2 separate regions of the Anser cygnoides genome follow, and region 2 is linked to region 1. A link is a contact called in public Hi-C data. All regions are on one chromosome and are shown on one strand. The core of a region is the stretch at or near the end of the contact, and the rest is flanking DNA. Distances in the headings are between cores, read along the strand shown.

Region 1 (5,505 bases), core at 85-2,584:
TTCTTTCCTGGCAAGAGGCTGACAACAAAAACACGGCTAAGCAGTGCATTGTATTAAACAATATGACTAGGATGTATCAGCCCCTAGTCTGGGGTAGCTGCCTTTCTTTGCTAGAAAGGGTGAGTTCTGCTTGCTTGGTAATTTTTTGTGATCTTTCTAAGAAGTGCAAGTTCCTCTCAAGCATCGGTTTTTAGAAATAGAGAAGCTGCAGGTTCACATATGGAAGACAGTTCAGTAAGCTAATACAAGGTAGACAGTATAAAATGTCTTTTCCTGCTTGACTTCCCATACAAATGGCATGGGATATTACCGGAGACCAACTATACAAGGCCATTTCAGAGACTGCTGCACTGTCTTGGTCCAAACTGGCACTAAGTGATTTACCAGTCTAGAAGTAGCCAGTCACACACAGGTAAAAGTCCCTCTGTATAAAAAAGGTATCCAAGTCTGCAGGGAAATTTAACTATATAGCTACATTTTACCCTCTTGTTATTCCTTATTTCAAAGAGAAAAAGTTGTAACCATGATTTTACCTCAGAGATATCGTGACATTTGTTGAACTTCCATTTTCTAACAAAACCACTTCTGGGACAGACAATACAATGACTCCATCTGGGAGGAAATAAAAATTTGTCCATTACTACCTGGAGTGTCAGATTAAAAACAAAAAACAACACAACACCAGTACACTTTCACCAAACAGCAAAGGGAGTACTGCTTATTTCAAGGGAACTAAACAACCTAAAAGGAGAACTAAGTAACTGCCACTTGAACAAGTTACAAGGAAGCAATTTAAATATTTGATTTGCAGCAAGAGTTTGTGCCAAGACAAAGCTACAGAATACTTAAAACTCACTACTTGTTTCTTGATACGATCCCAGTAACTTGGAAGTCATAATGCTCAAAATTTAAAGTTACTGCTTGAGTGACAAATTCTTCACGTCCCCAGATGTTTCAAATAACGTATATTTACAATTATAATACTTCAAGAATCACAAGTGCCTTGCTATAGTGGTCAGAAGTATCGCTGTTATAGGGCACGCTTTGCAACAGTACAGCTATGGTATAGTGTGTCATGTTTTGAGAGGGGGTCATATTACAACGCCAATACAATTGACATCAAAACCATAAACCTGTCATGCATCATCAATTTTGGAATCCAAGTCTTTTACTATATGTACGTTTAAAGGTCAAAAGTGACAGATAAGAACAACAAATCTATTTAAGACCAGAAAAAGAGCACTAAAGAGGTTGCCCTGATTTTTTTTTTATTATTTTTAATATTATGTTTGGTAATGGACACCCTATTTTGTCTCCTGAACTGTAGGGTTCAAGAAAGCTAGAACTGAAATAATGAACTGGAAATACATGGGCTGGATACAGCGAAGTAGCAAACACCAGCAGTTAGCCTCTGAGGTAAGAATAACCGTGAATCCCTACACTGCCAGCATCCTCACATAACAGTTTTGAGTACTGTCTGCCTTCTGAAAGCAGACATATTTGGAAAGAAGTGGAAAACATTTTCTTTATAAGAATCAAATATGAAAGCTACTTCTTGCAGGAAGTTACATAGGCATTATCTGCAGTGACGAGCATCTTTCTTGTTACCTTATATTACACAGCATTCTTAAGAAGTTACTTAAATGCAGGAGAGCTCCCTAGTTCATCCCTGACTGCACCAGTCAGTATTTAACCTCCTTCAACTGAGGGGAGTGTCTGCACTCTCCTAGTGCTCCATCTGTCACTAGAGTGCCTCAGTATGAGCACATGAAGTCAAAGGCAGCATGTGAAAGAAGAGCTGATGGGCAACATGGCACAGATCTCCCCAGAGGGAGATGACTGGGGATACTGAGGAGCTACCCTTGTCCACCTCTTACCACTCTGGAACTGGTCTGCAGGCCCAAGCAGGGATGACCAAACACCACCACTCCCCAGCAGCATAGGCATGAGGTACAGTAGAGGAGGGAACAGATATTTCATCCTGATGGTGGCAGAGCTGCAGAAAAAACGAGGAGAAGGCCTTGCTCAGGTCCTACAAACTTTAAGTGGGTACCAGCCTGTTCCCCACTGCAAAATGGCTCCCTCCTCAGCACCACAGCCCCTGGCCCAGCCTGGCTGAAGGGCCCTCAGCACTCTCCAAAGGACACTGGGCTTTCAGCCTCTGTCTGCCCACGCTCCCCTGACAGTCTTCCCCCCTCAAAGCTTATCCTGCTCCTGCCACTCTGCTACCGTCCCCTGAGGTATCCCCCACTTCGCAGGACTACAAATCTCAGCAACCACTGCGCCCCCCACCCTCCCCACCTGCAGCAGAAGGGGCGCGGTGCACGCTGGGACTTGTAGTCCCCAACACTCTCCCCTCAGAAGGTACGGTGAGGCAACGCCATCCCACACCTTAGAGCACGCTAATACCAAGGAAGCGGCACTACGGGGAAAAAACACCTACCTCCTTTCAGCACTGCAACTCCGTCCCACGCACCCCGAGCTCTTCCCTTTTCAGCTCCTCACGTGAGGCGGCCGCCTATCGCCTCCCCGCCTAACGCCCCCTTCGCGCGTGTGCGCCGCTGTGGCCGCCCGCAGGCGCCATCTTGGGTGTGGCAGAGCGGGGCGGGCGCCGAGCTGGGGCTGGCGGCTTTGTGAGGAGGGGTCGCTGAGGGCCGGGGGGGGGACTCGGTGCTTCAGCTGCTCGCTGGAGTTTTGTTCCAAGTTGCAAAGGACGCTGGGGAGGGCTGGGGAAGGGATGGTTTTGCCACTCTCAAGATGGAGGGGCATTGCTCAAGTGCTGAAGGGAGACGTTTTCAGTCAGAGGGCAGAGTCCAGGCTCTCTCTCGGCCCAGTTTGCCCAGTCACCCCAGTCCCTGCACGCTGCTGGAGCAGTAGCAGTAGCCTGTGTTGTTTGTGCCCTCTTAGGGCAGGTGCTCCTTCAAAGGCAGCGAGGAACAACATAAGGGCTCAACACAGTGGATGTTGGTCGGACTACCGCCTAGAGAGACTTGTGTGTGTGAGGGAGGTGAAGGCAACTCGCCAGGGCCATGGCGGGCAGCGAGGCATCCTGCGTGCTGGGCATAGACCTGGGCACGACGTCTGTTAAGGCTGCCCTGCTGGTAGGGACAGAGCGAGGGCATGTGGTGGCAGAGAGCTGCTCCAGGGAGACACAGGCACACACCAGCAGCCTGGAAGCTGGACCGCAGGTAAGGGGTGGCAGAAAGCACTGCCAGCGATTTCAGGATAGTGGCATTGCCTTGTAGCAGTTGGGTTGTCTTGCTACGTTATGTTGACTTTGACAGATTTCTTGTTTGGTTGGTTTTTTGGTTGTTTGGGCTTGTTTTGTGTGTGTGCGTAGAGTGACAGAGATGGTTGCTATGTGTGTCTGGATGTCTGAAATGGGAATTAAAATGCTATCTGTTTTCTGTTCAAGAAAGCCAAGTAAAGCTGTTTTAAGAAAGACACAGCTTTTGAAAACCTGCTGGTTAAGTACTCAAATAGTCATGTCAAATTAGGATAGTACTGGAGTCAATGGGTTTGTTAGGTGAATAATAACTCTTAGGAACTTGTTCCCTCTTTTCTTACCTCTTTTCAAAATGGAGGCACCTGCCAGGAACATTCCATAAGTGGCACCACTGAGTCAAACTAATTGCCACTGCTGGAGCCTCCCACATTCCTGAGATGGCAGCCCAAGCTCAACTTTATCTTCTGAGAACGTACAGACCTGCAGAAAGCCTGCTTCTGCTTCCATTATGGCCTCAAAGATGTCACAAGACAATCTAAAACTATTCTTCCATGAACAATGCCTTTGTCTTTGATGCTGTCAGTTCAGGAAACAGCAACCACTTGCCAACTTAAAGGGTATGTTGCACTTTAACGTGAGATGGAATCGTAACTGGAAATTCCCTGTGGAAATAACCAGGAACGTATGTTCCTGTTAAAGGGCTTTAGGTTAATTATGTTGTTCAATCAAATAAAGAATGAATCAAAATCATAAACATTATGTATCAACATTCCTGTGGCCTAGTATTGTAGTGTTTCCAGGGACTCATTTCTGAGCGAAGATACTGGACAGGCCAATGCTTCTCCCTACAGTCACGTTTATGCAGCTAGAAGTACACATGCCCACAACAGTTCACAGCTATGTGTAGGATATATGTAAATACTTTTGCTTATAATCTTTGTTCTGGTCTGTCAAAGTGGTCTGAATTTTCAAAAGGGTGAAAGCTGTAATGCAGCTTATCTTGTGGCAGGGCTTGGTCAGTTTACTGAGTAGATCTGTGCAGTTTGCTTGGCAGTTCTGGGAACAGAGTATCTAGAAATGAAGTATCAGCATCATCCAAGTCAACAGTGCGTAGAGGCTTTAGGAGGTTGTGAGACATGAATCTGTGTGCAACTGAGAACATGCGGATAATCCTCTGTGGAAAAAAAAAAAAAGAGCAATGCAGAAGTTGAGCTAATGAAAGTATGTGGTGAGCGTTAATGGATTTTTTAAAAGGTGTGTTTGAGTAGTGTCTTAAGAAAATAAGTCAAGGATTATACGGCCTTCGGTCTAAGATGCTGTTACTTATTCTCAACTTGCTAGTATTGTTTTGGGGGTTTTGTGTGTGTTGTGTTTTGTTGGTTTTTTTTTGCAAACTTTCTTTCAATTTAGTAGTGAATGTTACTGTAATGCATGTTATTAACCTAAATGAGTTCTGTTCTTCACTTCTGACTAGAGTAGCCTTGTTTAATAAATACAGTGAGTCCTAATGGCTTCATCTTGGTATAATGCTTCATGATTACAGGGAATGGAGCAGAATGTCCGGAGAATAATAACAGCACTGAACGAATGCCTCGCTGCTCTACCTCAGCAGCAGCTTCAAAGAGTCAGTCACATTGGTATTTCAGGGCAAATGCACGGGATTGTATTTTGGAAAAGAGATCAAGGTAACATTAATTTTTGGCATTCCTGTTTAGAGTACCATGATACAGAAAAATAAATCTTCAGCGCTGAAGTGATCTGTAGGAAACTGCTGCATGTTCACCTTGATTTTCTGTAAAACAGAATTAACAAGATTATCTTCTGTGTCAATTTTGCTTTAATTACTGGAATTTCATCTACTGACAGTAGTTAACCATGTTGTTTACCCATATCAGTTGAAGGATTTAGTCTTGTGAGATCCCTGCAGAGTGAGCACAGTTAATAGTATGAAGGAGGAATTACATATCTGTGGCTTGTCTATTGTTTGTCCATCATATGCTATCTGCTGCCAGTTGAAAGAACTTCCGGAGACCATGTCAATTCCTTTTTTCTTAAAAGTTACTCACCTCATAAAGCACTTAACTACTTGGTGTCCAGTATCTCAATACCTTCCAGTGATTCTGCAGTAGTAGTATTAGCAGTTCTATGTATGCCTTGAAAAATAAGCTGTACTTGATCTTTATGTTAGAATGTGTACAGCAGTAGCTATCCAGTAATGAACATTGCTATGCTAATTTGACACGCTGTTTGAAAGTACAGTAAGAGGAAAAAATGACGTT
Region 2 (5,762 bases), core at 212-2,711, 150 kb after region 1:
GCCAGCATGTGAGACCAGGATTCTGCAATACGTCGTGTGCTGCTTCAACCCCTGCACACAAATTGAAACTTACAGCCTGGTCTGCTAACTCAACCCTGTAACCACACAGCGTCACACAGAAAGGAGAAGTCTGTGTGCAGCATACTGGAGGATCAGACCGGTCGTATTAGCACTGCCTTTGTACTGCAGGTTGTTATACACGTTTGTAGAGGTCTGGGTGCAAAGATTTTTTGACAGCAGATGTTAATGTTCCCTATGTGATTTAGCCCGTTCTTTCAAATTTGCTCACCTTTTGAATATTTTAGTTTATCAACCTCTTAGGGTATGTGCCAATTAAATAATTCAGCTCATTATGCAAAAAAAAAGACTTCCTCAAACCAGCCTCTGGGCATGTGTACAAAAAGGTATCAAAGAGCATCAGTTAGCAAAAATAATATTAAAAGAGATAATGGAGTTGCTGTAGGGTGTTAATCAGCTGCAACATGGTGCCCCTGAGATGGCTTCATTTCAGTCCCAAAGAGATCCCCATATACCTTTTATGCAGTTTATGAGTCTTAATTAATGAGTGTTTGTAAAGAGCTTTGGAGCACTCGGATGAAAGATGCTCCAGGAATCCACACAGTGATTAATTACATAATTTCCTTATGGCCCCAACACCGGCAGCAGGACAGTTACAGCGCAGAGGGACGGCGCTGCACTGGTCCATCCCGACACGGCGACGGAACGGGAGAGATGCGGCCGCCTCCCGCGGCCCCTGCACAACCCGTGGGGTCCGTTTCGGGCCCCTCGTGGCGCTGCCTCGCCAACAGGGCCCCGCGCAACAAGGCCACTGGGATCCAGCCCCGGTGAGGCAGAAATGCCCCGGAACGAGGGAGTTTGCACAGGACCCGGGCCGAGCTGTGTGTCTGGGCAGGCCGTTCCTGCCCGCTGCCATGGCGCCGTTTGTCCCGTGCTCGTCGCCGCTGCCCCTCGCTGCCCCCAGCCGCTCCCCCCGCGCTCACAGCAACGCCAACGGCAGGCGGCCGGACGGGTCGTGGTGCGGTAGGGGTGGCTGTGGGACTGTGGGACGGCTGCTTTCTGGTGCCGTGTCTCGGCTTCACCATACATGAACCAGAAGTTACAACAACAGCGTTTGTAAAGCAGCTGTACCACACGCTACGCTTCGCGGGCCCGAGATGGCCGCAGGGGACCGAAGCCCGGCCCGGCCCCGAGCTCCCCGGGTCCTCCTGCCCTCACCAAAGATGGCGCCTCGGTCCGCCGGGCGCCCCTCGCCCTAACCAAAGATGGCTTCCGGCCGCCGCTCGCCCTCAGCAGCTTCTTGCCCTCACCCAAGATGGCCGCCCCGCCGCGCCCCGCGGATTGGCCGAGCGGGCTGACGCCGCCGCGGCCGTGTCGAACGAGGGGGGGGCCGCGGCCGCGTCCCGTCGTGCCGCGCGCGCCGCCGGCCGGCCGGAAGAGGGAGCGGGGCGGTTGTTGACAACATGGCGGCCGCTGGTGGCCCCGCGGGAGGAAGAGGCGGAGGGAGCGGCGGCGGCGGGCGGGGGGCGCAGCCCCGCTCCTAGGGGCCCGGCTCGCTGCCCGCTCCCGCGGCCCCCGCGGCCCCCGCCCGGCGGCCGCCTCGCCCCCTGCCCAGCGCCATGTCCTTCTTCAGGCGGAAAGGTAGGGCCGGCACCGGGCCCCGGGGCCCTCAGGGGCCCTCAGCGCCGGGGCCGGGGCCGGCCGGGAGCCGCCGCTCGGCCGGGCGGGGGAAGGGCCTCGGAGGGGGGCCGCGTGCTGCGGGGCCTCAGCCCGAACCGCGAGGGGAGCCGCGCCGTGCCCAGCCCCTCGTAGAAACGCCGGGGGAGGCACCGGCAGGGGGTTCGTCGGTGGCGGTGCGGCTGCAGGGGCACGGGCGGGAGGCTCGGGAATGAGGAGCCCCGAGTGCTCCGGGCGGTCCTGCGGCGCGGCTCGGCGCGGGTCGCTGGCCGTGGGACCTGCCGGAGGTACCGGGGCGGCAGCGATGCGATGAAACGCGCGGGGGTGCGCTGCCGGGTGCGCGGTGTGCGGGCCCCGGGGGTTCGCTGGAAGTGGCCCTGCTTAGGAAGGGCCCTTTGGGAAGGCAGCTCCGCTGTCAGCAGCGTGACCGCCGCTCTGCAGCGATGCGACGCCCTCCCAAAGCGCTCTCTCGGTTTCTACAACTCAAACTGTACGTCCTGGGAGATAAGGCTGTAAGCTGGGGGGAATAACGCGTTATCTGAGCAGACCTTTCTGCACTCGACTGACAAGTTCTGTTGTAAGCTTTCTGAGCTGAAGTAGCAGTGCTAAAAACTTCGTTTTTGGCGGAGAGTGTAAGCTTCTGTTCGTATTAGCAGCGATGGAGGCTTCCTGAAATTCGCTGAGGGTTTTGCAAGTGTTTAATGACTTTTGGGGCTGTTTATGTACTGATATGGAGCTGCAGAATAAAACTTTCATGCTGCTTATAAACAAACTGCTCCAAAATAGCTTCTGCTGCTTTGTAGATGAAAAGAATCGTGGAGCCGATGTTCCCTCCTGATGCTTAACCATAGGAACAGCGTGAGCTTTGGTGAAAACTTTCTCATGAAGGTAGTGAAGTGTCTGACTGGGTATCTGGAGCTTTGCTTAAAGCATCTTTGGTCAGAGAAGCACAGTCAGAGCTAAATGCCCAACAGAGGCACTGCTGAAGGGAGGAGAAAAGTAAGCTCTCATCTGGGCTGTACATAAATAATACTGCTTTGTGTATCTCTGTTACAGACACTGACTTTTAGAGAAAATCTTAAACTGCAGCTGGGAGAAAATTGACAGTTAAAAGCTTATGCTAAACCTCTGTAGACTAGACACATGCAGTCCAACACTGGCCAAAAGTGTCAGTGTTTTTGGGTTGGATTATTCTTATTTAAGCAGATACAATATTGGGTAAAGATTATAACAGTTGTTTACAAATGAAATCATAGCAAGGATGCTAGAGCTACTAACCTGTAGAAAAGTCTCAAAAATACAGCGAAGCATTTTTTTTAGAATGGTCTCTAAAATAAAGGTCTATAAAACTGAGGTTGGATAATCAGTAGAGAAATAATAACAGTTGGCCAGGAGCCAGGGGCTTGAGGGCAGATTATGGAGCCGTTATCAGTGAGAACAGTCGGACTCCATGCTCATTCACGGGGGATGTTTTGGAAATGATGTACGCTGTCCTACCAGCTGGCTGACCTCTGAAGTTGTGTGTTGCTTTTCCTACATGTACATGCGTGAGCAGCTTGGGCTCATTCATCCTTCTGTCTTTCTTTCATCCTTCTGTCATTCAAGATATGAATGAATCAACATTTTCAAATCTCTTGTGGTCTGATGCAAACCCCATTCACAACAGGGCAACGCTACTGGAAATTGTCACAGACCTCTGGGTCTCGGTAGTTGTGTACCGCAGTTATCTGTCTGGCTTCACGCAGACCAAATGACATCCGTTTTTGTGAGGAAAGTGAAAGTAAATTCCTTCAGTGGAGCTTCACCCCCCCGTGGTCTCCTCACGTACAGCAGTGTTCCTTTATTCTCTGCTGGTGCTCCTTAATCTTGTTCTGCTTGAAGCTGGCAGTGACAAAAGAAGCCGCTGTACAAAGAGGTTACGGTGTGGCCCGGGAGTTTGTATTACTGGTAGTAAGCAGGTAGTAAGGCAGTGAGGAACTGACAAGTTGGTGAGAAGGAACAAGTACATTGGAACAGAAAATAGGTGTGTGGAGGGCCCTTCTGCTGAAGCTCGGGAACTGTTGCCAGTAGTCAAGTATCAGTTGAACAAACTATTGGAATCATTCTAGAGAGATGCAGAGTTCCTCAGGCTGCGTGCTTTGTGATGAAGGGAATTGCTTCATGTCTACTGTAGCTCAGGGTTATTTCAGGCGTGCAGACTTCTTCAGTGGTTTCTCTCCTGCTCATCAGCACGCAGTCAGTTATGTAAAAGCTGGGCTGTTCTCACCATTCGTGTGCAGTTACATCTGGCTGTAAGAGCTCAGTTTAAAAGGAACCCAGTTCTTTTAGCTGAGGCTTAAACCTTTTTGTCTCGGGGAGAGTGTGGAAGCCGCTAGCTTAACTCTTAATCACTGAGGTGCCAGTTGAGATCTGCAGCATCCGTGCTGCTCGCAGGGAAGGCTGGCAGCGTGGCAGCGCTGCGGCCGCAATCGAGCAGGCAATTATGTAATGAGAGCTTAAAGTTTCCCTTTAAAATATTTAAAATGCTTAGGTCCGAATAGGAAGCGTTTTCTAATCTACCGGTGTTCTGTAATGCAAATGTTTGATTCTAGTCAGCTACGATTTGTGGTTATGTTTGGAAGGACTCCAGAATCGGTGTTCAAAGATGACCTATTTGTAGTAATAATCCCAGCCTGTAGCGGCTGTGGAACGCTCCTCTGGTAGATCGTATTCTGCAATGTCACCAGTTAATTTCTCGTGCCATCCTGCTTATGAACTCCTTTGGTCTCTTTATTTTTGTTTTAAATAGATCTCCTCATTCTCTTCCTTTAGGAGCTTCTTTTAAGAATCATTTTTTTAAAAGGCACTTTTTCATCACAAGTTGTTTTTTTAACTGTGATCTTCCCATCAATTGTTTGCCGTAGCCTTTGGTGATAGTTGAGCAATATTATTTATGGGATAATTAACTCTTCTCAGTGTCCTTCCAGAACATTTCTGTGGTACCCATGCATGGTGGAGGAGTCACGGGCTGTCCCAGGTTCCACGTGCACCTCCCCAGCCGTCCACGTTACACTGGTCTGCTGCTTGTTTTGGGGAATGCAATTTGTAGTTCAGAGAGCACCTGCCAGTGTCCTGCTCCTAGAACACATCTATCCCTTTCTTTCCAGTTAATGCTGTTTATTAAAGTAACCTTGAGTGTAGCCCTGCTTTGATCATATAGACAGCAAGCGTCTTTCTGAATGTTAATTCTAACGTAGTGTATTTCATTGAACTTAACTTGTGAATGGGAAGGTTTTGGTTTTGAAAGGAAAGCAACACAAAAGCGTTGAAAATCTGTCAGTCACTAGTTGTGCAGATTTAAATGTGAGATCACTTTTAACAAAATGATGGTGTGCATCTTCTTTGAAACTTGCTGAAGTTGGGAATTTTATATTCCTTCTCTGGTAAATGTCATTAGTCACCCAAAATAACATTAACATTTTCCTTTATATTTTACAGTGAAAGGTAAAGAACAAGAAAAGACCACAGATGTGAAAGCAATTAAAAGTAAGAGCGATACTCTGTTTGTAAATTCAGTTATCTAATATCATCTGACATTTTTATTGTAACTAGTGGAATAATTTCCTTACAATTGGGCGCAAACCTGATCTAAGCCTTAAAAGCAAAACAGAACCAAAAGTTAATTCTGTTCCTGAGTATTTATAGCAACTAATCTTTCCTAGCCATCTTGCTGAATCTGTAAGTACAGAAGGTTATTAAATTATGTCAGACGTGAGCTTTAATTCAAAGGGATGGTAAAACTCAGTCACCTTGCAGACAGTGGTTATTCCTTATCTACGATGAGTTGCTTGTGAAGTTTCTTGCTTATTTGTAGTGTCCTTTGTGGTTTTGAAGACGCAGCTTAACTGTCTAATTGGCCAAAGAGGGTGCCAGTGTCTGATCTAGCTCTGACTGATGTGTCTTGTGAGACTGCAGATGGGAATCTTGTTCAGAATGAATAGCTATTCTAATGCTCCTCCATGTGATACAGAAGTCTTGCTGCTAAATCTGTTGGGAGACAAAGTCTTGATGGGAAAGAAGTTTATGAA

What was found. Hi-C and Micro-C count contacts between places; a contact is called where the count stands out from the background.
Region 2: a contact with region 1 is called in a Hi-C map of liver, with 1.6 times the contacts expected there. The contact joins the promoter of AKAP10 here to the promoter of SHPK in region 1. A contact is called at or near these places in 2 of 7 Hi-C or Micro-C datasets (both in liver).

What each region holds. Positions count from the first base shown.
Region 1 is chr18:9,030,408-9,035,912 of Taihu_goose_T2T_genome, forward strand. SHPK (sedoheptulokinase) reads left to right here and starts at 1,335. Exons shown (of 7, transcript XM_066979756.1): 1 at 1,335-1,416; 2 at 4,770-4,911. The coding sequence starts at 1,354. It overlaps CTNS (cystinosin, lysosomal cystine transporter), which reads right to left and starts at 2,588. Exons shown (of 11, transcript XM_013196487.3): 1 at 2,444-2,588; 2 at 1,878-1,996; 3 at 534-612. The coding sequence starts at 1,980.
Region 2 is chr18:9,177,159-9,182,920 of Taihu_goose_T2T_genome, forward strand. It overlaps AKAP10 (A-kinase anchoring protein 10), which reads left to right and starts at 1,462. Exons shown (of 15, transcript XM_048074253.2): 1 at 1,462-1,659; 2 at 5,173-5,220. The coding sequence starts at 1,638.